Linked DNA regions of Pan troglodytes: region 2 is linked to region 1. The links are chromatin contacts, called in public HiChIP or PLAC-seq maps. All regions are on one chromosome and are shown on one strand. The core of a region is the stretch at or near the end of the contact, and the rest is flanking DNA. Distances in the headings are between cores, read along the strand shown. Region 1 holds the start of EPB41L4B (erythrocyte membrane protein band 4.1 like 4B). Region 2 holds the start of FRRS1L (ferric chelate reductase 1 like).

Region 1 (3,395 bases), core at 379-2,878:
GGGTCGACTCCCAGCGCCCCAGCAAAGGGCTCTGCCGGTGCAAGGCAGGCAGGTCTGAGACAGCCGACTCTAGAGTTAGCTCCCAAGTCACCCTACCCGCTGCGAGGAGGCTGCGGGGCAGATGGGGCTCAGGGAATGGGAATGGGGTGTATCCAGAAGGGATCAGCAGAGAGCAGAAATGGTCTAACCCCCGCCTCCCAAACTTGGGGCGCCTGCCGAGCAGCAAGCGAGGGGATCTCCTCTCTGCTGTCTCATCAAGGCCTGATGGCGAGTTTGAGGGGGGACAAGCTGGACACCCCGGGACGGCCTCACATTGATTTGAGATTTTCTACCCAATAACCCAGTATCAGGAAGACCCCTGCTGGAAGCTAGGGACGGAAGGGGAGCGCCGGCCACCCACACCAGGGGGGGCGGGGTCTCGGGACTTGGGGACCGTGTGTACTGGGGAGGGGGCGAGGCCCCAAGGACTAGGTGGGCGCCAGAGAAATCACAACCCCGCGGCGCAATGTGCCAAGGAGGGGGCGCGGGCCAAAGGTGGGGCCCCGGAAGAGACCGGGACGGGGTGGCCCAAGAAGAAAAAGGGTTGAGGAGTGCTCGGAGAAGGGGATGGGGGAGGGGATCCCCAGGGAGGTGCAAGGGAAGCGCCCCCGAGGCAAGCACTGGGGGAGGGGGAGCTGCCTCCAGGGGCGCGAGGTGCCAGTGCCCCAGACTGGCCCCGTCACTCACCGGCAGGTCCACGCTCACTTCGGTCCCGTCGAGCAGGAAGACGCGGCAGTAGAGGGTGGCCTTGGCGGCGCCGGCGGCGGAGATGTGCACGGCCGCGCCGCCGGTGAGCAGGGGCCCGCCGCCAGCCGGGAACACGCTGCCCCCGGGCGCGGCGGGCAGCGCCGAGGAGGAGGCGGCGGCGGCCGGGCCCCCCCGTGGCCCCCCATCGCGCTCGTCCCCCAGCCCGGCGGCCCCGCGCCCCGCCGCGCCCCGCGCGTAGCGCTGCATGGAGCGGCGGCCAAAGGTCCGGCGCAGGAACCGCAGCATCCTGGCTGGGGGCGCCCCCTGCCTCCGCCCCCTGCGCTGCCGCTGCCGCTGCGCCGCCGCCCGGGAGCGTCCCGCGACGCCGTCAGTGCCCTCGGCCGCCCGCGCCGCCTCTCGCGGGCTACGGCCCGCGGCTAGCCCGCGCCGAGGCCGAGGCCGCGCTCTAGCCGCCTGCGGGGCGCGCCGGCCCGGCCAGCGCCGGCTGCGAGTGGCCGCAGGCGGGAGGGCGCGCTCGGGGCCGTCCCGCCGCCGCCGCCGCTGCGCGCTCTCCCGGGCCGGCGGCCTGCGCGGGCTGCCGAGGGGCTGCTCCCGACGGGCGGCTGCGGGCTGCCAGGGGGCTGCCGGGGGCGCAGGAGGCGGGCTGCGGGCTGCTCCCGCGCCGCGCGCCGGCCGAGGGCCAGCCGGAGCAGGGCGCCTGCGTGGTCCTGGCGCGCTCGCTCCCACTCGCCGCGTCGCGCCCGGGGCCCGAGGAGGCCCCGCCGAGCGCCCGCTCCCAAGGCGCCTTTTCCTGCGCCCGCAGCCCCCGCCTCCCACCTGGGAGGCTGCACCTCCAGCCGCCGCCGCCGCCGCCGCCGCCGCCGGGACTGCAGCACGCCCTCCTCCCTCGGGGCTGCGCCGGGTAATTGCAAGCCGGGTCTGTGCTGCCCCCTGCCGGCCCGAGCGCCCCCTGCTGCTGTAGGTGTGCTCACGTGTGTACACGTAGGTGAGCACACACGTGTTTCCGGCGCCCAGAGCCCTGGAGGCGCCGAGTGCCCCTTTGCACCGATAGGAAAACAAGGCCGCGTGCCCTCTGGGAAGCGTTGCCCCGGAGACCAGGCAGAATAGCACTAAGTTTTCCCCCATGAAAAAATAGCACTGTTTCCTCTTCTGGAAAAGGAGAGGGGTGGACTAGGTAATCAACAAGGTAATCTACAAGGTCCTTGCTACTTAAGTTCTGTCAATTTAAGATCTCAGAGCTGGAAGGACTTTTTTAGTCATTCCAGTCCAGTGGACTCATTCCACATAAGGAACTTGAGGCCCGGCGAGGAGAGGAAGTATTTTTCCAATATGCTACGCAAGAAAACACCTTTCCTCAAGATCTCAGGTCCAGTATTGACATAAAGGCCTGGATAAATAACAGAGAAGGCTAGTGAAGTTGAAAATTACTGAGAAGCAGAGTAGATCTGAGGCTCTGAGAATGAATAGTGTAGGACACAGTGAGAATATTGGAGAGAGACGGAATTGTTTCTAAGCAGTGGCCCTCCAGTATACAAGTTCAAGGTCCGCTTCGAGTGAAGAGGGTTGACCAGTGCTGCTAAATGAGGAATGTGGAAGAGGATGAAGCTGAAAGGAGGTCAGGCCTCTTGGGAAGAATAACACTACTATTTATCATTCCCTTAATCTTGTGCCAAACACCGTGCTAAGCCCTTTCCATTCATCATCTCAATCCCCACAACAGCCTGGTTAGATAGACGTTCTTATCCCCATTGTACAGAGGAGGAAACTGAAGCTTAGAGAGCTTAAGAGACGGGCTCCAGATTCCATGGTTAAGACCAGCTCTTTCACCCAGCTCCAAAGCTGTTGGCTGCTAACCACTACCTCTGCTGCCAGGCAGAGGTGTGTGCATGACTGGCAGGCAAGTGAAGATGTTTGAGAGGCCTGGAAAACGCAGTGGACACAGCAAAAAAAGACAAAGAGGAAGGAGTGCATTTATGAGGCATTCTAAAACAGACATTTATTAAGGATCAGGCGCTGTCTGAGGTGATTTCATGGATGGAATTTTCATTAGTCCACACTCCAATCTTTCCAGGTATTCTATGTAACCCCCAAGTCACATAGGACTGGAGTTCGGGTCTTAAGAGAAGTAATATCCTTGTCCGAGGTCTCAGAGCTCCTGAGTGGCGGCAGCCAGTACCCTCACTCATTGTCTAATGTTCTTTTTATGATACTATGGAGGTCTCCCATGTGACAGTGTTCTCTGAGAGGGCATCTGTAATCGGCCTTCAGGTACCCAATCTACTCCTCTCCCACCGCTCCACCCCAGACTGTATTTAATAGAATACAGCCACAAGCAGATGTTCAAAGGTAGTCCAATTCTGCTTACTGGTTTCTAAGGATAGTCCATTTCCTACTATATAGCCCAGGAGTGCTGTGGCACACTGACTGATAGCCACCCAAAGATGTCCGCAGACCAATTGCTAGAATCCGTGAATATGTCCCTTTATGTGGCCAAAAAGACTTTGCAGATGTGATTAAGTTAAGGAGTTTGAAGTAGGGCAATTATCTTGTATTAATCCAACGTAATCGCAAGGGTCCTTATAAGAGGGAAGCAGGAGGGTCAGAGTCAGAGAAGGTGTCACAACAATGGCAGCAGAAGTCAGCATAAT
Region 2 (3,395 bases), core at 596-3,095, 150 kb before region 1:
CAGGGGGATGGCAGAGCAACAAGATGGAAAGAACCTGGGTCCCTGAATGACCTTGCAGAACAGAGTCATCCCACCAGCCCCAGACCAACCAGACTCTTATCAGAGAGAAAAATAAACTACCTTATTTAAACCACTATATGTTAAAATCTCTAATTCAGCAGTTAAGCCTCTACTTAATACATTTCCCCAAATCCATTCTCTCCATCTTCTTTAATACAATAATTCTGATTTTTGAACTGGGCATATTATGTCTCAGCTAATAGGCTCTATTTTACATCCTCCTTTGTACCTATGTGCAACCATATGATTAAGTTGTGGCCAAAGAAGTATAAAAATTGTTATATGAAACTTCCGAGTAATCCCTTTATAAAGTAGTCAGTGACCTTCTTCCTGCTTCATTTTTCCCACTGTCTAGAATGTGAACATAATGGCTGTAGCTCAAGCAGTTATTTTGAACCATGAAGTTACATGCTAAGAATTGTGAAGAAACAGAAGGGCAGGATCCAGAGACACTGGTGACCAAGGAGCCTCCAGACCAGTTCTGGATTACCTATTTCTAGGTTTCTTTCTGTAAGAGAGAAACTTCTATCTTGTTGAAGCTATTAATCTTTGCTTGTTGTATACAGCTGAACTTAATCCCTAACAACAGACACAACCACTAACAGATATGAGCTCCTGGGACTCAACACTTCAAACCCCAGCTTGATTGTTGGATATCCCTCTTAGCAGAAGAAAAGGAAAGTCACTACTTCCCAAAGTTGCTTAAAGAGGCCAGTTTCCATTCCTTCTGACCACCATCCGCTTGGCTTTTGTGCTCGTTGAAGCAGCTCTACAGGGAGGCCCTTGGCTGACAAACTCCCAGTCTGCGGGCCCAGCAGGCCACAACAATGGTGGCTTGCACTAGGGGACCATAACATATGTGGCGTCATAAAAGAGGAGGGATGGGAGTGGGGAGGCTGATGTGACCCAGCTCTGACGGGTCAGTGAGCAGGAACAGAATGCTACGAGGTGGGCGCTGGTCACTGCAAATTTAGGTCAATACAGACAGGGAGGAAATAAGGCAACCTCTCTCTTTAGGTTGGGGTTTTTCTGCTTCCCCCTAGCTGCCCTGGCCAGGTGGCGGCCTCCTCCCCTATAACCCAACCCCAGGCGGCAAAGGTGGAAGCCAGATCTAAGAACTGGGGGAGCTTAGACTCAGCACCCACCCCTATCCACAGCCTTGCAGAACTTGGATGACCCCTCCCTCTCCCAGCCTCACTCTCCCCATCTGTAAAGCGGGCGGCAGGCATTGACAGCTCTTTGGGCCTTTCCTCCAGGCCGGCGGAGGTCTGGGCACTGCGCTCCCCATCCTGGCCTCGCCTCTGCAAGAGCTGCCTCCACGGACATCTTTTCCTACCCCCTCCCCCTCCCTCGCCCCCTCTCCTCGTTCCCCCGATCCTCGGTCCCCCACACCCGGTCTCCCCTCTCGCAACCCCTCGCCCTCCCGCAGCCTCACCCTCCTCCGACAGGTAGCGCAGGTCGTAGAACTCCCCCGCGAAGGTGCCGTAGGAGGAGTCGTGGCGCGGCACCGCCTCGTCGGCGCCCGTGTCCCCCCGCGCGCGTCCCCGGGGTCCCCGGCCCCCCGGGCCCGCACCGTCGTCCGCGGGGCTGGCTGCGCAGGCGGCGGGCCCCGTCAGTAGCAGCAGGAGCAGCGACGCCCAGACCCCCGGGTGCTGCCGGGGCGGCCGCGCCATCGCTGCGCACAGATCCCGCAGCCAGGCCGCTCGGGCCGCAGCGGGGGCGCCGCGGGCGCGGGCCGGGACTGAGCCTCCTCCGAGGCCACCAGCACGCGCCCGCGCAGCCGCGGAGCCTCCCGCACCCCGCCTCCCTGCCTCGGTCTGCGCATCCTCGCTCCAGCACCGCAGCCTCCCACTTCTTCTTGGAACCCCCTCCTCCCCGCACCGATCTCTCCTTCCTAGCAGCTTCCCTTCTACCGTCCTTCTTTCCATTCTCCCCATCTCCCCGACTTCCCTCCACCCAGGCAGATTTGGCCCTTCTAGCCCCTTGCTACTCCGGAGTGTGGTCCGCGGACCGGCACCATCAGCATCACCTGGAAGCTTGTTAGCATCGCTGAGGCCCCACTCCAGACCCATGAAGCGGGATGCTCATTTCATCAAAATTCCCAGGAGATCCCAATGCACGTTCAATTTATGAAACGCTCCTCTAGAGAGTTTACCCTGGACACACCTGGTCAGTGCTGCCTCCTCAACCTTGTGCCGGCACTTTTTGGTTTACATAAAGCACTTGCTAGACCTATTATTTCTTGGATCATCACAGAAGGAACTTGAAATTGCAAGACCCCCACAATAGAGCTAGGTAAACTGAGGTGTTTAGAGACAGAGAAGACTGGATTCACCTGCTTCCTCTCCAGGCTCTTGCGGTGTGTAATCAACAGAGGCTGGCGCCAGTAGGTAAACTGTTCCCCTTCAAAACTAGGCTTCTGGTTTACTCTCTTTCCCTGCAGCAAGCACGCGCAGGCCTTGGAAGGCCCACACCATATCTGAGGGCCATGCTGAATTGTTGATTTTTCTCAAATCCATTCCTGCTGCTCGTAGTTCACTTTTGGCTATTTACTCAGCCATCCATTGATTCACACCAAGCATTTGCTTTATGGCAGGTCCCAGGGTTCTCTTTTGATGATGGTTGTTGGGGTGATATATTCGAATTGCTAAGCTGTTTTCCATCAGAGAGGCGGACGCAATTCCTTTCAGGCTGGTGTTGCAGAGCCAGCATTTTAACCTGCTTTTCCTATTTTATTATTTTATTTTATTGCATAAACAAAATAATTATGGAGGCAGAAAAGCATAGAGGTCCCAAATGCCGACCTAGAAGTCAGACTGCCTGATCTCTCATGATTAGTCATTGACATGATGCAATGAAGATTAGGGAAGATCATAGAGGTTAGGATCAATAGGGTTCAGTGCTGTAAGTGGCATGCACACATGTACACAATATTGTGAAATGTTAATATTCAAAAGGAAACTAGCGATCTTAACCCTTTATGGCCTGATTGGCTGAGAGATAAGGGTAGTGCTGTTGAAATAGGGGAGACATGATAGGGGACTTAGAAGTCAGGTATTTTCTATTAGGTATCAGCTAACAGTGGGCTGTCCAACTGGAATTTAAACATGTTAATCCTGATGGCTGAATTGAGGTGTAATTCATGAAAACCTTGGGTTTCACTAGGTCCCCCAACATAGCAGTTGTCACAAAAAATAGATCAGATTATTTGAAAAAGGTAAGATGAACTATGATTACTTTAAAAACTCAAGAGACTTCTTCCCAAAAAGCATAGCTTGGCAATGCATAACATTCTAAAAAAGCTGATCCAACAGATTGAAAATCTGTTAAAGTGT

What was found. HiChIP or PLAC-seq counts read pairs in DNA pulled down with a chosen protein or histone mark.
Region 2: an H3K4me3 HiChIP or PLAC-seq map of stem cell-derived excitatory neurons shows a contact between it and region 1, with 2.1 times the contacts expected there. The contact joins the promoter of FRRS1L here to the promoter of EPB41L4B in region 1. A contact is called at or near these places in 1 of 7 Hi-C or Micro-C datasets (blood) and 1 of 1 datasets of contacts at active chromatin or transcription factors (stem cell-derived excitatory neurons).

The regions. Positions count from the first base shown.
Region 1 is chr11:29,132,714-29,136,108 of NHGRI_mPanTro3-v2.0_pri, reverse strand. It overlaps EPB41L4B (erythrocyte membrane protein band 4.1 like 4B), which reads right to left and starts at 1,628. Exons shown (of 25, transcript XM_054658372.2): 1 at 727-1,628. The coding sequence starts at 1,032.
Region 2 is chr11:29,285,994-29,289,388 of NHGRI_mPanTro3-v2.0_pri, reverse strand. It overlaps FRRS1L (ferric chelate reductase 1 like), which reads right to left and starts at 1,845. Exons shown (of 5, transcript XM_003312224.4): 1 at 1,496-1,845. The coding sequence starts at 1,733.